2 separate regions of the Mus musculus genome follow, and region 2 is linked to region 1. A link is a contact called in public HiChIP or PLAC-seq data. All regions are on one chromosome and are shown on one strand. Each heading gives the region's core, a stretch centred on a gene start, on an enhancer-like site or on the middle of the called end of the contact. The rest is flanking DNA. Distances are from core to core; before and after follow the strand shown.

Region 1 (4,422 bases), core at 1,160-3,659:
CAACATAAGGAACTGTGTTAAAGGGTTGCAGTATATGGTTAAGAACTGCCTTAGGACCCGAGCCTCAGAGGGCAGGGCACAGTGGTACATGCCTTTGATCCTAGCATTTGGGAGGCAGAGGCTGGTGGGTCTCTGTGCTGTCTACAGAGTGGATTCTAGGACAGTCAAAGCTAAATAGTAAGACCCTATGGGGGGTGGGGGTGGACAGGTATACTCAGCAATTCAGCTGGGACACAGCTTAATGAAGAGTGCTTTACAAAGTAGGTGTGGCACCATGGCTTTAGAAAGCCAGTCTGTAAAAAGTAACAGGTAAGAATGGAGTTTGGGGGCTGGAGAGATGGCTCAGCAGTTAAGAGCACTGGCTGCTCTTCCAGAGGTTCCGAGTTCAATTCCCAGTAATCACATGGTGGCTCACACCATCTGTAATAGAATCTGATGCCCTCTTCTGGAGTGGCTAATGGAGACAGCAATGTACTCACACAAAATAAACAAATACATAAATCTTTTTTTTTAAAGATTTATTTTATTAATATATGTAAGTACACTGTAGCTGTCCTCAGACACTCCAGAAGAGGGAGTCAGATCTTGTTACGGATGGTTGTGAGCCACCATGTGGTTGCTGGGATTTGAACTTTGGACCTTCGGAAGAGCAGTCGGGTGCTCTTACCCACTGAGCCATCTCACCAGCCCCATAAATCTTTTTTTAAAAAGTAAAAAAGAAAAAAAAAAAGAATGGATTTTGGACTGTTCAGAACTTACCCAGCCTATGGTGAAATACAAGGGAACAATTAAGACCTAGATCTAGAAAAAGAATCTGTGCCACCACTCCCCAACTTGATAAAACTAATTTTTAGGCCAGGCGTGGTGGTGTACGCCTTTAATCCCAACACTTGGGAGGCAGAGGCAGGCAGATTTCTGAGTTCAAGGCCAGCCTGGTCTACAAAGTGAGTTCCAGGACAGCCAGGGCTATACAGAGAAATCCTGTCTCGAAAAACCAAAACCAAAACCAAAAAAAAAAAACAAAAAACAAAAAAACCCCAAAACCTAATTTTTAAAAAATGAAGATATATTTCATGAATACCTATGTTCCCTCCACACAGTTATATCAATATAAGGCAAACAAGACTTACCATGTCAAGGCAGTGTTTTGACCACGGGCATTTTCACCCAAGTTAATGTGAGGAAAACAGCCTAGTTCAAATGACTCAACTTTGATTCCTTGGACTCTCGGTGGAAGCTGAGAGCCGACTCTTGAAAGTTGTCTTCTGACCACGCCCTGTGGCATGAGGCTGACTGAGCACACTTAAGCAGCACCCCAATCCATTTCATTCCACTCCAGAAATAACAGCTCTGAATTCTGTGTGGCTTTCCTTTGCCCAACTTTGTAGTTTTACTATCTTAGTGCTTTGGATTTTTTTGGGTGGGTGGGTGGGTGTCTTTTTTTGGAGACAGGGTTTCTCTGTGTAGCCCTGGCTGTCCTGGAGCTCACTCTGTAGACCAGGCTGGCCTCGAACTCAGAAATCTGCCTGCCTCTGCCTCCCCAGTGCTGGGAGTAAAGGCATGTGCCACCAATGCCCTGCAGTACTTTGGATTTTTAAAGTTTAAGTGTAAAAATCTGACTTTTTTTTTCCCATTGAAAACAACTTGTGGGGGCTGGAGAGATGGCTCAGCGGTTAAGAGTACTGGCTGTTCTTCCAGAGGGTCTGAGTTCAATCTATAAAGAGATATGATCCCCTCTTCTGGCATGCAATTGTACCTGCAGACAGTGCACTCATACATTTAAAATGAGTGAATGAACGAGTGAATAATAAATGATTAAACAAATAAAGGAATGAATAAACAAACAAATAGAAAACAACTTGGGCAAGACTCATGGTGGCTCCCGCACCCCTAATTCACTGCTTTCTTAATCACTCTAAAGCCTAAACAAGTCAGCACGGAACGTTCCTTTGGTTGAATCCAGATGAGTGGTAGATCCAAATGAGTGGTTGGGCAAAGGAAAGATACTCCAGTCCTTTCTACAAACTCACGGCGTTAGGGGTAAAAAGAGATCTGGAGACGGGAAAGAAGACTGGTTCAGCCTCCTGGTCCACGTGAGAAAAACTGAGGGATGCTGGGTCAGCTCACTTTTTGGGCCTCTGTCCATTTCTAACGATGGGAGGTGAAAGGCAAAGTCCGAGCGACTGGATGGTGGCGGTCCTTAGGGCCCCAGGGGGCGTGGTGCCAGATGACAGTATTCCAATTTCGCGCTCAGCCAGAGGAAAGACCGACTAGGAGCGCACCAAAGGTACTCCGCCCAGTTCTTTTTGTCCCTCTCGGGTTCCTGTCCACACGCACTACCTCAGCGATCCCATTGGTCGTAGTCCTCGCCTGGGCGGGAGAGAGGGAGCGAGTGGGCGGGGCCGCGTGGCGTCAGCGCAAGATGGCGGCCTCGGCGGCTCTGTTCTCGCGCTTGCGGAGCGGGCTCCGGGTAGGCGCGCGGGGGCTGTGCACGCGGCTAGCGCCGCCACCTCCCCGCACTCCCGAGCAGGTGAGCGGCGCCGGGACGCGCGCCCCGATATGGGGCTTCTCTCTAAAGTTTTGGGCGTCTGGTGGCAACCCCGGCGGGTCTGGGAGACCGCACCTCAGGGTGCTGAATGGGACGGAGCCCGCGTTTTCGATGTTTCCATGCTTCCTGTGTGGACCACAGTTGCTCCCCCGGGGCTGGATTATGGAGGCCCGGAGTGCATCCCCTGGAGCCCAGGTCTCAACCACGTGGGTGCCGGGAGAGGTCACCTGTTCTGATCTCGGTGACCATTCAGGTGATACTTGACGGGGGTGGGGCCCAGGGCGCTAGGGACCCAGGGTCTGTCCCAGTGACATTTCAATCGCCTCCTTGAGCGAGAGGAACAGGAAGGATCCAGCCTGCCGTCCGTTCCAGCCTAGCCATTCTGACCTCCAAGTCCATGACTTTCCGTTCCCAAAGTCCCAGACAGGAGATTGCCTCTCCTCGCTCTTGCTTCCTTCCCTTCCAAACCCCTCCATCTTGGGCTCTGGGTATCCGGATATCTTAACTGTTCGTTCTGTCCCTTGGGTGCCCTCTGTCCCTTTAGTTTTGACATCTCTGTGCTAGCGCGCGCGCGCACACACACACACACACACACACACCCATCCCTTATTCTCCTTGCCCTACTCTTCCTGGCTCCAGACCCTGCAGTGCTATTGCTTCCAAGACCTTGAGCAATTTGCCCTTTCAGCTCTTGAACCCCTGTGATTCTCTAGACAGTTTAGTTGTGACTGTCTGAGGGGAGCAGCCTCTGAACTCACCCCTTCAGGGACACAGTTTTCTGCTCTGGATGTCCACTTCCTGGTTCTTGATCTTGAGGCTGCTTGGACAAATTTAAGTATTCTGTTATTTCTCTCTGTGTGACCTCTCCTCCATCCCCCTCCACTCAGGTCACTGAAATTGCCAACCGTGGGGGCTCCAAGGCCCAGGGGCCACAGCACCAGCCAGGCTCCGAGGGTCCCAGCTATGCCAAAAAAATTGCGCTCTGGATCGCCGGTTTGCTCGGAGCTGGTGGGACTGTCAGCATCGTCTATATTTTTGGTGAGAGACATAACCCTTGACTGTTGGCCCCCAGATTTCTACTGTGAACCCCCCCTTTCTTTCCCCATACTCAGTTCATTACCTGGCTCCTCCAACTAGGATACTCACCTTGAAATTCAAGAAGTCCTCTTCGACCCCTTGTACTTAAAAGTTCTATCCTCTAGTTGTTCCCTGTACCTGAATTCAGGAACTAAGGGAATGGTGGGAAGAGTAGGGCTAGACCAGTGTGCTTGGTTTCAGTCCTGGGACAAGGGACTGCGGTTCGTATTGGTGGAGAAATAACCTGTCACCGTGCCTGAAGCTATGTGTCCATCTCAGCAGCAGAAGTCTACCTTCCCCTTGTGTGTCCAGCTCAGCCCCAGCCCACTTGGAATCCTGACCCCTAACCTCTTCCTCCCTTTATCCAGGAGCTGTGCCTCTAGCCATAATCCCTTTGAGTGGGGAGTCCCCACCCCTCACTCTCCTCCCCCCTCCAGACCCAGTAGACACTGCTCCAAGGCTCCAGTTTTCTTCATTTGTCTCTTGTCTCCTTCCCTGGCAGGAAACAACCCTGTGGATGAAAATGGTACCAAGGTGAGGAGAGTGAGAGGCAGAGGTGTGAGGGGTCGGTTCTGTGAGGGTGCGGGGCAGGTTGCCTTCCATTGGGTCAGGCTCTCTATAGTCTGCACTGAGCCTCTCCCTTCTTCTCTGGGACTCAGCCTGGAACTCGCAGACTGAATGTGCTGGGCTCCTGCCTCTGCCGGTTCAAACCTTTCCTTTTTTCCCCAGATTCCTGATGAATTCGACAGCGGTGAGTGATTAAACACAGAGCTGGGCTTCCTTCCCACCTCTGCTGC
Region 2 (4,539 bases), core at 1,620-4,119, 120 kb after region 1:
GTAGGCAGGTTGGGGCTCCCTGGAGGAAGCTGGCTAGCCAGAGTAGCTGTCAGTGAGCTGAGTTCAAGTGAGACACCTCAATGCCAACTCTGGCTTCTACACACATGTACATAAAATGCACAGACACTCCACATGTGAGTACTTGGGGCACACACACAGATGCTGACAGTGGCCAGGGGAACGCACAGAGCTGTGGAAACCCCACAAAGCTCCTGGAAGCTTCCTTGAAAGGACCACGGGAGAAATCTCTGGATGAGACCACTTGTTGTGAGACAGGATCTCATGTAGCCCAGGCTGGTCTCAAAATTGTGGTCTTCCTGCCTCAGCCTTCCAGAGGGCTGGGAGTATAGGCGTGTGCCACACCTACCTAGGAAGAGACATACCAACAGCCAATCCAGACACCTGGATTTGGTTACAGGGAAAAAGGAGAGGAGGATGTCGCATAGAGAGGGCAGTCTTGAACGCTGTGATCACAACATGGAGTTCAGAGCGCCCTGGACTCAGACTCAGCAGGAGTACATCTAAAACACAGCAGCCAGTGCAATTTCAATTTTATTATTAAAACTTTATTGCATTAAAAACGTATTCATGCCCTTCTACCCCTGCAAAAACCAAAACCAAAACCATATTCCTCTTTGTACGGATGTTTGGCACGTGCCACAGCACCTGTATGAAAGCCAGAGAACAAAGTGAGGGGCCGAGTCTCTCCTTTCAACATGTGGGCTCTGGGGCTTGAACTCAGGTCATCAGGTGTGATGGCAAGCATTTTCACTTGCTAAGCCATTCTGATGGCCCGAGTTTAAACTTTTTGTTTGTTTGTTTTTTTCGAGACAGGGTTTCTCTGTGTAGCCTTGGCTGTCCTGGAACTCACTTTGTAGACCAGGCTGGCCTCGAACTCAAAAATCCGCCTGCCTCTGCCTCCCAAGTGCTGGGATTAAAAGGTTTAAACTTTCTAGTAGCCACTTAATAAAAACAAATATAAATTAATTTTAATAATATATTTTATTTAACCCAAGATATCCAAAATATTACCATATCAACATGTGAGCAATATAAAAATTATTTTTTGTACCACATCTTTCAAATCAGGTGGGCGTTTTACACTTAAAATATATCTCAATTCACACGAGCCACATTCTCAAGTGCTCTAAGACACTGGTCCTGGTCACTACTGACTGAACAGCACATCAAGGCCCTTGCTGTCTCAGGCCATCACATCTTGGGCCCCTTAGAAGTGTGGTATCTTGGGCCCTTCCCATGTCCCAGAGAATTCAAATGCACATTCAAGGCTGAGGAAATGGGCCGGTTCTGCTGCACACACTTCTGTGGCTGCCTATTGCTTTCATGGTAAGTGGCTAACTTCTGAGCTTGACAAGCATCCATCCATCCATCCCACCCAGCCACCCACCCACCATCCTAACATCACTCATTCTGGACATGGCTCCTGAGCACTGAGTGCTGGGCCCCGTGGTGGGTGGTCTGGGTGGTACTGGGACACAGCAGGGCAGACTGGCCTCATTTATTCCCTCTTGAAGCTCCCAGCAGGCAACGGCCATCATTCATGCTCCCTTTGACTAGTATGGATGCTGTGTGCTCTGCACAAAGTTACAGCGGGCGAGAGAGCGAGCAAGCGAGGTGCACCCCAGGAGGCCTGACCTGGCCGGAGTGGACAGGGATCCAGAAACGAAGCCAAATAAGGGAAGAGGCCACAACCGTGGCAAGCCGCCACGGGCAGATTAAATGTCCTACTCCAGGGGACATGACTGCCAAACAACCTGGCCCATCTTTAAGAAGGATCACTTTCAGCAGAGAGTCGAGGAGACAGGCCCTGAGTGTAAGGTTACAGGAAGATCTCCAGGGCGACACGACACCATGCAAAGAAAAGTAGGAGAAAGGGAACCGAGGACTAGGAAGGGACTCAGCTGGCCAGCAGATGAGTAACTTGGGTCAAAGAATCACATCATGGTGAGCCTTTCCTTAAAAAGCCCTTCCAGTAGCCAGGCCTGGTGGGACACACTGTTAATCTCAGCACTTGGGAGGCAGAGGCAGGTGGAAGCTCTGTGAGTTCAAGACTAGCCTGGTCTACAGAGGAAGTTTTAGATCAGCCAGGGCTACACTGAGACAGTCTCAAAAAGGAAAAAATAAAATAAAAAGCCCCTTTATTAGACATACTTGAGTTTGCTAGGACAGCAAGCAGAGGGGTTGGGGAGGGGTGAAGTCAGCAGTTAAAGATGACAGCAGGATTTATATTAGGACAGGAGTATATTAGGGCTTTCTGCTTTTAGGTGTTTAAACTTCCCTGAAATGAAGAATTCCTTTTTCTTCAGGACAACTGAAGACAAAGGAAAGTTTTAGCCGCTGGTGAAGGAAGGCACTGAAGCTCTTCCTAAAGGGAGAAGTCAAAAAAAAAAACCAGAGCTCCAAGGAAGAAAGTGGTTAAAGGCACGCCCAGAGGCCCAGGATGCCTGCCTTTCTATCTGAAAAAGGCTTGAGCCTGGTCATAGGCGCAGGCCTGGAGACCCAGCAGGCTGGGAGGTGGAAGCAGGAGAGTCAGGGGTCAAGGTCAAACTACAGTGAGTCTGAGGTAAAGCTGGGCTCCCCAGCCTTGCCTTCTCTCTTTTTTTTTTCAGACAGGTCTCACTGTGTAGCGCCCAGGTGCCCTGGAACTCTCTCTATAGATCCAGGCTGGACCTGAATTCAGAGCTCTGCCTGCTTCTAGCTCCCAAATGCTGGGATTAAAGGCTGATCCACTATACCTGGCTTTTAAATAGTATCTTTTGTGTATGAATGTTCTGCCTGCATATATGCATGTGTGCCTGGTGACTATAGAGGTCAGCAGAGGGCATTGGAGTCTCTGGAACTAAAGTTATGGATGGCTGTGAGCCGCCACATAAAGAGCTGAAGCTCTGTCCTCTATAGAGCATCAAGTACTCTTAATTGCCTAGCTGTCTCTCCAGCTCCAAGACTCCTGTCTTAAACAAAACAGGTGATAAGTTTAAACTCCAGATGCCTTATTGAGAGCCTGTTCCAAGGTGACTGAATCTTGTCTATGGTATGGCTGAGTCTCCAGGCCCAGGCCCTATCCCCAGCACATCTTCTGGGAAGACTAAGCAGTAACTGAACACAAGCCTACAAAGGCTCAAGCCTGTGCCTGGCTTGGGGAAGCTACTGTGACATGGTCGGCAGTTATTGGTATACTTTGGGCTTCTGAAACCAGGCTGGCCTCAAAACTTGTGATCATCTGCCTCTCAAGTGCTGGGACAGGTCTGTGTCACCACACTGGTCATTCTAAGATGGATCAAATGGCCATACTGACAGCTCATGGTCACCAACTTGCTGTCCTCACAGCCAGACTCCACAGTGGCAGACTTGTAATGTGGCCAACACCCAGAGAATCTGTCAGCTACTCTGGATGCTGTGACACACAGCAGAGCCCTGACTCTAGGCAGGGATGGTGACATCTGAAGGTTCCTGGAGGGGCAGCTCCAACATGTATTAAGAGACAGGAGCTGTGGTGCAGATGTGACTCAAGAGGACACCCAGGGCCGACCATGACAGACACAGAGGCAGACCTCCTTTCCCCCCACTCTATAGGGCCTCTGCAGGAATGAACAGACTCCTGGAGGTCTGTTTCCTTGTGGCTACACACTGGGGAGCTTCTGAGTTAGTGGTTTCCCACAGAGTTTAACAGGGCTGAAAATGGGGGTTGGGAGTGGGAGGACGGCAATGGGTGAGGCAGAGTGGCAGAAGGGAGATGCAAGCCCCTGTGGACAGGCTGGGTGAGCCGGTGGCCACTCAAGGGTCACTCTGAGAGAGGGCAGGGTGAGGCAGCATACAGAGCTGACAGCCCAAGGACTACCAGGGGCAGAGGGTGTTTCACAAGCCTCGAGAGTAGGAGGAGACGAGGAGACATACCAGCACAGGTAGGAAACAAGACTGTGATTGTGAGACTGCTAGAAGTTGAGGCGAGCGAGGAGAGCTCCCAGACAGTAAGTAAATGGTGAAACACTGGGACTTGCTAGATGCTGTCTCTGGGGTCAGCAGAATGGCAGGCAAAGTCTGGCTGCAGAGAGAAGTGCTTCACATGCAGGCCTGGTCATGCTGCTAGCTTCTGCCAAGATGACCAGACAAGAACGAAAAGCACACAAAGGAGTTTGCTTGCCATCTAGAAGGTCCCAAGGAAGCAGGAATCTGTGTGGCTCCTAGGTGCTGACCTGAGTCAGAGGCATGAACAGAGGGATACAGAGATGTGCGTGTGGGAGGCTACAGATGAGTGATACCCTAGGCAGCACCAGCTAGGACAGGAAGTAGTGGCACACCCCATGCCTAGACCTGAGTCTAACACTGTTCTCCAGTAGAAGGGATCAGAGCTGCCTGGAAAAAAGCCCATGAATCTGTGACACGGTGCAGGGGCACAGAGAAAACACAAGGAGAGAAAACAGGGAGGATGCAGGAGCCTGCCCGGAAGGCAGCAGCAGCTTGGACAAAACAGTCAGAGCAACACTGGGTCAGACAGCTACGAAATGGACACCTTGAGTT

What was found. HiChIP or PLAC-seq counts read pairs in DNA pulled down with a chosen protein or histone mark.
Region 2: a contact with region 1 is called in an H3K4me3 HiChIP or PLAC-seq map of embryonic stem cells, with 22 read pairs. The contact joins the enhancer-like site here to the promoter of Timm50 in region 1. A contact is called at or near these places in 21 of 39 promoter capture datasets (the 3T3-L1 cell line, the C10 cell line, the HPC-7 cell line and 10 more), 2 of 15 datasets of contacts at CTCF or cohesin (the NIH/3T3 cell line and pro-B cells), 33 of 484 Hi-C or Micro-C datasets (the AML12 cell line, B cells, the G1E-ER4 cell line and 18 more), 17 of 115 datasets of contacts at active chromatin or transcription factors (the 230-238 cell line, the SCID.adh cell line, T-cell acute lymphoblastic leukemia and 11 more) and 4 of 9 other capture datasets (adipose tissue, embryonic stem cells, liver and 1 more).

The regions. Positions count from the first base shown.
Region 1 is chr7:28,310,033-28,314,454 of GRCm38.p6, reverse strand. Timm50 (translocase of inner mitochondrial membrane 50) reads left to right here and starts at 2,409. Exons shown (of 11, transcript NM_025616.3): 1 at 2,409-2,530; 2 at 3,436-3,586; 3 at 4,128-4,159; 4 at 4,355-4,376. The coding sequence starts at 2,423. Gm51445 (a long non-coding RNA gene) reads right to left here. Exons shown (of 3, transcript XR_003946618.1): 1 at 3,695-4,422; 2 at 3,307-3,365; 3 at 1,682-2,370.
Region 2 is chr7:28,193,916-28,198,454 of GRCm38.p6, reverse strand. It overlaps a transcript of Dyrk1b not described here. Among named protein-coding and RNA genes, the nearest start is that of Dyrk1b, 16 kb to the right of the region's middle. Within about 2 kb of position 2,869, at least 25 of the 459 cell types and tissues checked have an H3K27ac peak or open chromatin away from gene starts, as enhancers often do. A contact at or near this core is called in embryonic stem cells, where this site is marked.